2 separate regions of the Arachis hypogaea genome follow, and region 1 is linked to region 2. The links are chromatin contacts, called in public Hi-C maps. All regions are on one chromosome and are shown on one strand. Each heading gives the region's core, a stretch centred on a gene start, on an enhancer-like site or on the middle of the called end of the contact. The rest is flanking DNA. Distances are from core to core; before and after follow the strand shown.

Region 1 (3,526 bases), core at 933-3,432, 46 kb before region 2:
GTGGTTCAGTTCAGTAATCAGTAGGCCAAAGTTTGCAAACGACGCCGTTTCCTTCAAACCGGCCGGTTTCCGATTCGGTCCAACCGATCGATTCTCGATCGGTTCAGCGATTTTTCACCGGTTTTGTTTCAGCGGTTTTGCATGCATGACCGGACCGTTAAAGCTGCCGGCTCACGGTTAGACCGGTTCGACTGGCCGGTCTGGTTTTCAGAACATTGATGTTCATATGTATATATATATATATATCCTCCGGTCAGCATTAGCTTCGCAGGCTGAGTCAAGAGCTAATTATACTATTTTTCCTTGGTTTTTCTTTACATCTTTGGTTTACTTTTATCATTTTTCTATTAGATTTCTTAGTACGCAAGTAGCCCTATTCCTTGAGCGTTGCGTTTTTCATTTTGCGATTTTTGTTTACCCGTTTGTTTCAAGGCTCCTAGTATACTATTTTTTTATACATATATGTATATTTTTACTGTAGAGGTTCGTAATACCTTACTATCTCAGTCTTATGACTTAAGCATAAGATTTAGTATAGTAGGGTGTTACAAATAAGGTTTTCCTTTTATCAAAATAACACATTCGAAGTGGTTTTTCTTTTTTCTAAGGCAATGTGTGAAAAAATGGAAACATTATTATACAAAGTAAGACAAATATATATATATATATATATATATATATATATATATATATATATATATATATATATATATGTGTGTGTGTGTGTATATGTATCTATGATTTAATTCATTTTAAATATATGTTTTATATTGATAACTAATTTTGATAACTAATTTTAAGATATACTTAGATTTAATTTGGTAAACTTTTTTAAAAGTATAAACATCTCGTTTTGTATTTGGTAAATTAAAAAATTTGTGTATTTATATTTGTAGTTTTTAAAAATTAAGAGTGCTTTTGAAAATACCTAAAGGAGAATTTTTTAAAATTAGTTTATGCTCATCAAAATTAAAAAGTCTAATATAATTTTATATATTAATTAATATTTAAATTTAATTTTTATATTAATATCTATAATAATATTTTTAAATTTTAAAAATTATTTTACTAAACATGTTTATTGTTATTTGTATTTATTAAAAGTCATTTTTATTTAATTTACTAAATATAAATACTATAATTTAAAAAAATATTAAAAAATCACTAAAATTAATTATTTTTATTATTATTTAACCATCACTCAAATCTAATAATATACTTTATTCTATACTTTTAAATATTAATTATCAGATAAAAATAAAAAACAATAAATTTTAATAATTTTTAATTTTTTTAATTTCCTTTTAAAAACTAACTTTTAAAACCTTCTTTTAAATGCTAGGATATTATTTAATTTTTTAATTTATTTGTGGGTAATACATACATTGATTATAATCACAAATTAAGCTATTTTAAATTAAATGACTTCTATAATGATGATCTTATTTATTGTTATAAATGCTAAATTGAATAAATCATTATTACTTTTGATTTAGAATATATTATCTTTTGTTCCTTAGATAATTATCTTTTGGATTTTAGATATATTATCTTTTGGACTTTAGATACTATTTTATTTCGGTTTTAGAGTTTAATGGGTGCCATGCTCAAATATAAATAGGCCTTCAGGATTTAGATCCCTAAGATACCAAAGCCGCCTTTGTTGCTCTTTTTCCATAGAAGAGTCATAATTTAGCCGCTTAGAGATATAGAAGGTTTTGGTTGACGAAGATCAAAAGAACCACAAGATCCAAATTTTTCCATCAGTTCTTGATTTCTATAAGTAAAAGGTACGCTTCTACACTATAATATTTTTTGTGATTCAATATAAATGATCTACATTATTAAAATTGATTTATTCCAACATTAAAAAGTAAAAATTTTATCCAACAAAGTCTTCGCATAGTTGAAATTAAGATGACAATACCTAACTATTAATTGATTTGAATGAAGTAATTAATTTTGTTCAATTTAAGAAGGAAATAGATAAGAAATTAAAAATATTTAAAAATGATTTAGCCCATGCCTATCGAAATTGCATCATCAGCGCCACCTCAACATGTTGCATGCTGAATCATCAACAAGTCACAATCAGATAGAATTGCGTGTTAAATAGTTGTCATTGATTAATAAAATTTGTATTTTTTTAATTATTAGTATCTACCCAATGGAAGACAAACTAATGAAATTCAAATCCGTTTAAAATAATGAGAATTATTATTGAGCAAGGTTCGTAGAGGACACTAAGCAAATGATGAGTGGTCCCATATTTCACGGATTGAAAGTGTGAGAAGAGAAGCTTACAATTGTCGAGCACTGGCTACGTACTACTGACCTCTTTCGTTCTTACACACGCCGCTTTCCAATGCATGCGTTACGCATTCAAACCCAATCCTCACCGTTCCTTTCATCTAAACCCTCACAAAATTATTCATGTTTTGGATTTTTCTTAATTAATTTTCAGAGCGCGCGCACTCACTCCCATACCGCCATGTCATTCATCTGGATCTCGTTCAAAAAGATAGAGTTTCTTTGATTTATTTGTTTGTTTCAGGTTTGAGTAGTTCAAATCAACTCAGAGATCAGAGTGCGGTAGCAGTAATGGTGAGAGGCTCTCGATCTCAGATTTCGTTGAATTATGATAACGAAGACGAAGACATTGAAACCGTCAACTACGACAGTGGTAGTGACAATGAAGATAAGCTAGATCCGCCTGAGTCTTTCTCTTCTCGCCAATGGCCTCAAAGTTACAAGTACGGACATTCTTTTTCTTCTTCACTGCCATTTTTGTTTCCTGTTTGCTTTTCCTTTCTTAGAATTGATTCTAGTTACAATTAATTATGCATAATTGATTTGCGGTAGTGTTAGGAAGGTAGAAAAAGAGTGTGTTTGACAAATACGTTAGGGAAGGGAAGTATGTTTGAGCTTCTTAAAAATTTTACTTTTATATTTGGCTATTTTTATCTTTCTGAACGCAGAGTTCATGTTGCTTATTATCCTTGAAAAATTAAGTGAAAAATTTATTTTTTTTTACTAATTCTACCATTTATTTTTTTTTAGAAAAAAAATATCAGTAACTATTACCTTCACAGTAATTTTTTGTAGTTCTTCCTACTTTGTTCATTCTAATTCTTCTTTTTTTTATTAAAATAGTTTAGATTTATTTTAATCACTAGCAAATTGAATATTTTAATTTTTTTTATTATTTGTAGTACTTATTTTCATATTTTAATTTTGTGTTTTTTATTATATTTTTTATATTTTTTATTATATTTTTTATTTATATGATAAATATTTTTATATTATTTCTGTAATGTTCTGATTTCTCATGTTATGTTTTTATGAATTTTTTTATCATTTACTATATTATTTTTTATTTGTATATTTTTTATGAAATCTTTTTTGTATTTTTTTTTGGTTTTGTTCATATGATTTTTTATTTATTTTATTGTATTTTTTTATTCATATGACAAATGTTGTTAACTTTTTTATGATACTTTTATTATTTTTTGTTCAGATAAATTTT
Region 2 (4,007 bases), core at 361-2,860:
AGAGAAAGATAAAGATGAAGACTAAGAGAGGGAATTTATTAATTTTTAAAAAAAATTATTATAATTATAATAAAAAAATCGGGTGACATATTTTGATTTTTTAAATTACTAATATAAAATATAAATTATATATAGAGTGGAAAGAGTAAAGAGAAATAAAAAAAGAGAGAAATAGATGAAAGAATTTAAGAAAAAAATTTATTAATTTTGGAGAAAAATATTTCCTCTCAATTTTAATAAGAGAATGTTATGTAAGACATTTGGTTATTAAATTAGATAATAATATATAATATAATATATAATATAGCTATATTTTAATTTCAATTTTAATTTTAATAAAATTAAAGAATGTCATGTTGTATATTTTTATTGTTAAATTTGTAATTAAACATTGATAATGATTAGGGCTGGCAATGGGTAGGGTAGGGTAGGGTTTATTGAAAACTTTCTTAAAACTCTACCTTACTCTACCCGCGAGTTGAGAATCTCTCGACCCTAACCCTACCCACACCCTAAATCTCTAAACCCAACCCTACCCGACCCTACCCGCAAAAACAAAAAGAAATTTTAAATAAATATAAAATTTAACCATTCCAAATTTCATACATATTAATAAAATAGAAAATAAAAAACTAAGTTCAAATTAAAAATAAAAACAATACAATTTTAAAGAAATCCAACTTAAAATTACAAATAATATGCATCAACTAGTGATTATTTCAAGTTTTTATTTTGAAGAAGATTGTAAGTACAAGACTCACTTTGTTCACTACATACATAACTTTTACATATATATTATATAATATATTAAGGGTACGAGTAGGGTAGGGTAGGTATACCCTAAACCCGTACCCTACCCTACCCGCAACGGATAGGGTAGACAACCCTACCCGAACGGGTTGAATACCCGCGGGTATAGTATATATTGTCAGTCCTAATAATGATATATAAAAGAAATAGTGTGGTTGAAGGAATGAGAGGGATAGAGAAAGGGAGAGGGATGAGGGGATCATTCTTTAATTTTAGAGGAAAAGATTTGATTGCAATTGTAACAAGAGAATAACAAGTAATATATTTTAGTTGTAAAATTAGTAAGAGAAGGAAAGAATTCTTTAATTTTAGAGGGAAATATTTGATTTTAATTACAACGAGGAATAACATATGACATATTTTGATTGTAAAATTAGTAGCGAAAGGGGTAAAAATCTTTAATTTTGGAGAAAATATTTAATTTTAATTACAATAAAAAATAACATGTAACACATTTTAATTGTAAAATTAGTAATATATAATTGATATATACCCAAATCTCAGCATTGAAAGCTGTACAATTACCAATACTGTATGAAAAGCCTCCTACCAATTTCCATTCTCATTTCTAAGACTCCACCAGATCCAGCTTTCCCATTTTGCGGATATCCATCTGTGTTGAGGGTTAATTTATGCATAGTTATGGATTATAGATATTCACAGAGGATGCAAGTATTTCTGGTAATGGGTTATATTTTGTGTTGATCTGTTACGGTTTTTTCTGGTTTAGGTTGGTCTGGTAAGTTATTTTTGGTCATGGGTCTGGTAAGTTTATGTTAAATGTATTAACACATCTTAATAATTATGAGACTCGAACAAAGCAGGGCTTACATGTAGGCCCAATATTAATGGGCCGAAGAAACAAATCTGAAACAGGGAAACCTAAAACATTTTGTGCCACGAATTTAAGGCCTAAAAATTGTCACAAAAAATAATTAAGGCCTAAGCTCTTAACCAAAACCCTAAGAAAAGAGTAAATTACCTCCAAGTCTTGCTCCAATTAAACCAAAAAAAAAAGGCTTTCACAAATGCATGTGACAACTATAAATAAATAAGGAGGTATAAGTACCTAATTTGAAAGACTAATGATAGGGACCTAATACTATAGTAACTAATTTCAGTCAATACTATAGCAAGTTACCAAGTAAGTCTCATATGAAGTCCATTAAAAATTACCTTTTGCTAAGTTTGGATTTCGAATATTTCTTTTAATTTAAATTTTATATGTTCTTATTTTTAAGAGTTTTATATATTTTTTTTTTCTTACGCTAAATGTTAACTGCAATACTAATTTTACAATACCAACTTGCAAGATTTTCTCAAATTAAAAATTTTTAAAAGATGAAGTGAGTGTGCTCACTCAAAATTGAAAAAAAAAATGAAGTGGATGCCAATAAAGCTATGTGCTAAAACACAAATATGATATACTTTATCCAGGCGACTTTTTTCTTTTGTCATTTTCTTACTTTTCTGCCATCATTTATTTATCATTTTTATGTTAATATTTAATAAATTTTAAATATTACAGATTAAACCTTAAATTTTAAATTATAATAATATAAAAATAAGGTATTGAACTAAAATATTAACTAATATTAAAGAAAAATGTTAGCGTTTAATATTTTTTTTATTTAGAGTAAAATGACAATTAGATTTCTAAAAATTTCGACATCATCGAACTAATTAGTTATTAAAAAAATACTAATTTGGTCATCTGCGATAATAAACAGTAGACATGTCATGTCATAAGAGTAGGGATTTCGAAAGCTTTTTCTGAGTTATGAATTCGTTGATAACGCTCATGGGCAAAAGAGCGGAAACGGTTACCCAGAAATACGCACGCAAGGCAATATCATGCAATTAATGATCGGTTATAGAAGTGAGTTATAAATATTAGTAGGTCTTAGGAAATCGGGATTGAAACTTTACTTCATAAATTACTCACGCACACTCACATTCCAGCGACTGTCTGAGTCTGCTTCAAGTCAAATTTATGTAGGGTTCCTTCAACTTATTTTTATTTTCCATTTATAATTCTTGCAAAACTTTACTTTTCGTATTCAATTTACTTTTCGAGCAACTTTAATTTCATTGTCAATCTTATATTTCAAATACTTTTACTTTACATGTTGAAAGTCCTTTCACATAGTTGGAGACATTTTAATTGCTTTATTTACAATTCAATGCAAACCATTTTCGATTTCAATCGACTTTACTTTTCGAAATCTTTATTTTGCACTTTTTAAGTTCTTTGCACTTTTCGAACTCAATTCTATTTTAATACTTATTTAATTCAAGGACCTTTGATGCACTTATAGAAAAAACTGGTACTCATAAAAGAGGAGTAGGTTTCGTTCTTAGACCATTAATCGAATCACTATCGATTTGTTAAAAATTGATAAAACAACTTGATAAATATTATATAAAAACTTAAAATATAATAAATGTTTCACTGTCCAAAATTATATTATTTAATTTTTATCTCATGTGGCAACAACAAAATACACACTACTGTAAATAACAAAATACATATATGAATATTAGATAACTCTATTTCATTTTGCACTATCTATTAAAAAAAAGACATATATATCCAATATTTATTATCATAAAAGACTAAATTAATTTTTTTTAAGATTAATTAATTTAAAATCAAAATTCTTAAAGATCTAATCGTGGCCTTACTCTTTTATTTGTTTGTTTGTTTATATAACATAATATCGTATAAAACTATAGTAAATATAAATTAGATATCGGCTACTCGTTATAGTTCTACATTGAACTTTATTGGGATGGACTCTTCAAAGTTCAAACTATAAAAGATGTTCGGGAAAAAAAAAGTTCAATCTAAAATCCAATACCTATAACATTTGAATCGTACTCAAATTTTAGGTGAACCTTTTTTGTCAGTTTTTTCCCTGTCCTTAACGTAACTTTATGGTAGTATGAAATAATTATGAATATGATCATGAAATTCATGTACTTTAGTACGTACGTATAGACTATAGACTATCATACTCTAAATTATAATTCTTAGTTGTTACTCCAATAATAATGAGCGAGTCAAAACTGGTTTTTAAAGCTATATTTATGAGAACACATATATTTATCATTCGAGTTACCATTATTGGTAGGTGTCGTTTAAAATATAGCAATGTTAATGATTTAGTATTTTTAGTATAAATAATATGTTTTTT

Evidence for each region. Hi-C and Micro-C count contacts between places; a contact is called where the count stands out from the background.
Region 1: a contact with region 2 is called in a Hi-C map of leaf, with 2.7 times the contacts expected there. The contact joins the promoter of LOC112695937 here to the enhancer-like site in region 2. A contact is called at or near these places in 2 of 8 Hi-C or Micro-C datasets (leaf and an unstated tissue).

What each region holds. Positions count from the first base shown.
Region 1 is chr6:10,295,099-10,298,624 of arahy.Tifrunner.gnm2.J5K5, reverse strand. It overlaps LOC112695937 (amino acid transporter AVT1A), which reads left to right and starts at 2,182. Exons shown (of 12, transcript XM_029287433.2): 1 at 2,182-2,753. The coding sequence starts at 2,602. LOC112695940 (a long non-coding RNA gene) reads right to left here and starts at 7. Exons shown (of 3, transcript XR_011862873.1): 1 at 1-7.
Region 2 is chr6:10,248,399-10,252,405 of arahy.Tifrunner.gnm2.J5K5, reverse strand. No RefSeq gene overlaps it. Among protein-coding and RNA genes, the nearest start is that of TRNAK-UUU, 3.4 kb to the left of the region's middle. Within about 2 kb of position 1,610, at least 3 of the 3 cell types and tissues checked have open chromatin away from gene starts, as enhancers often do.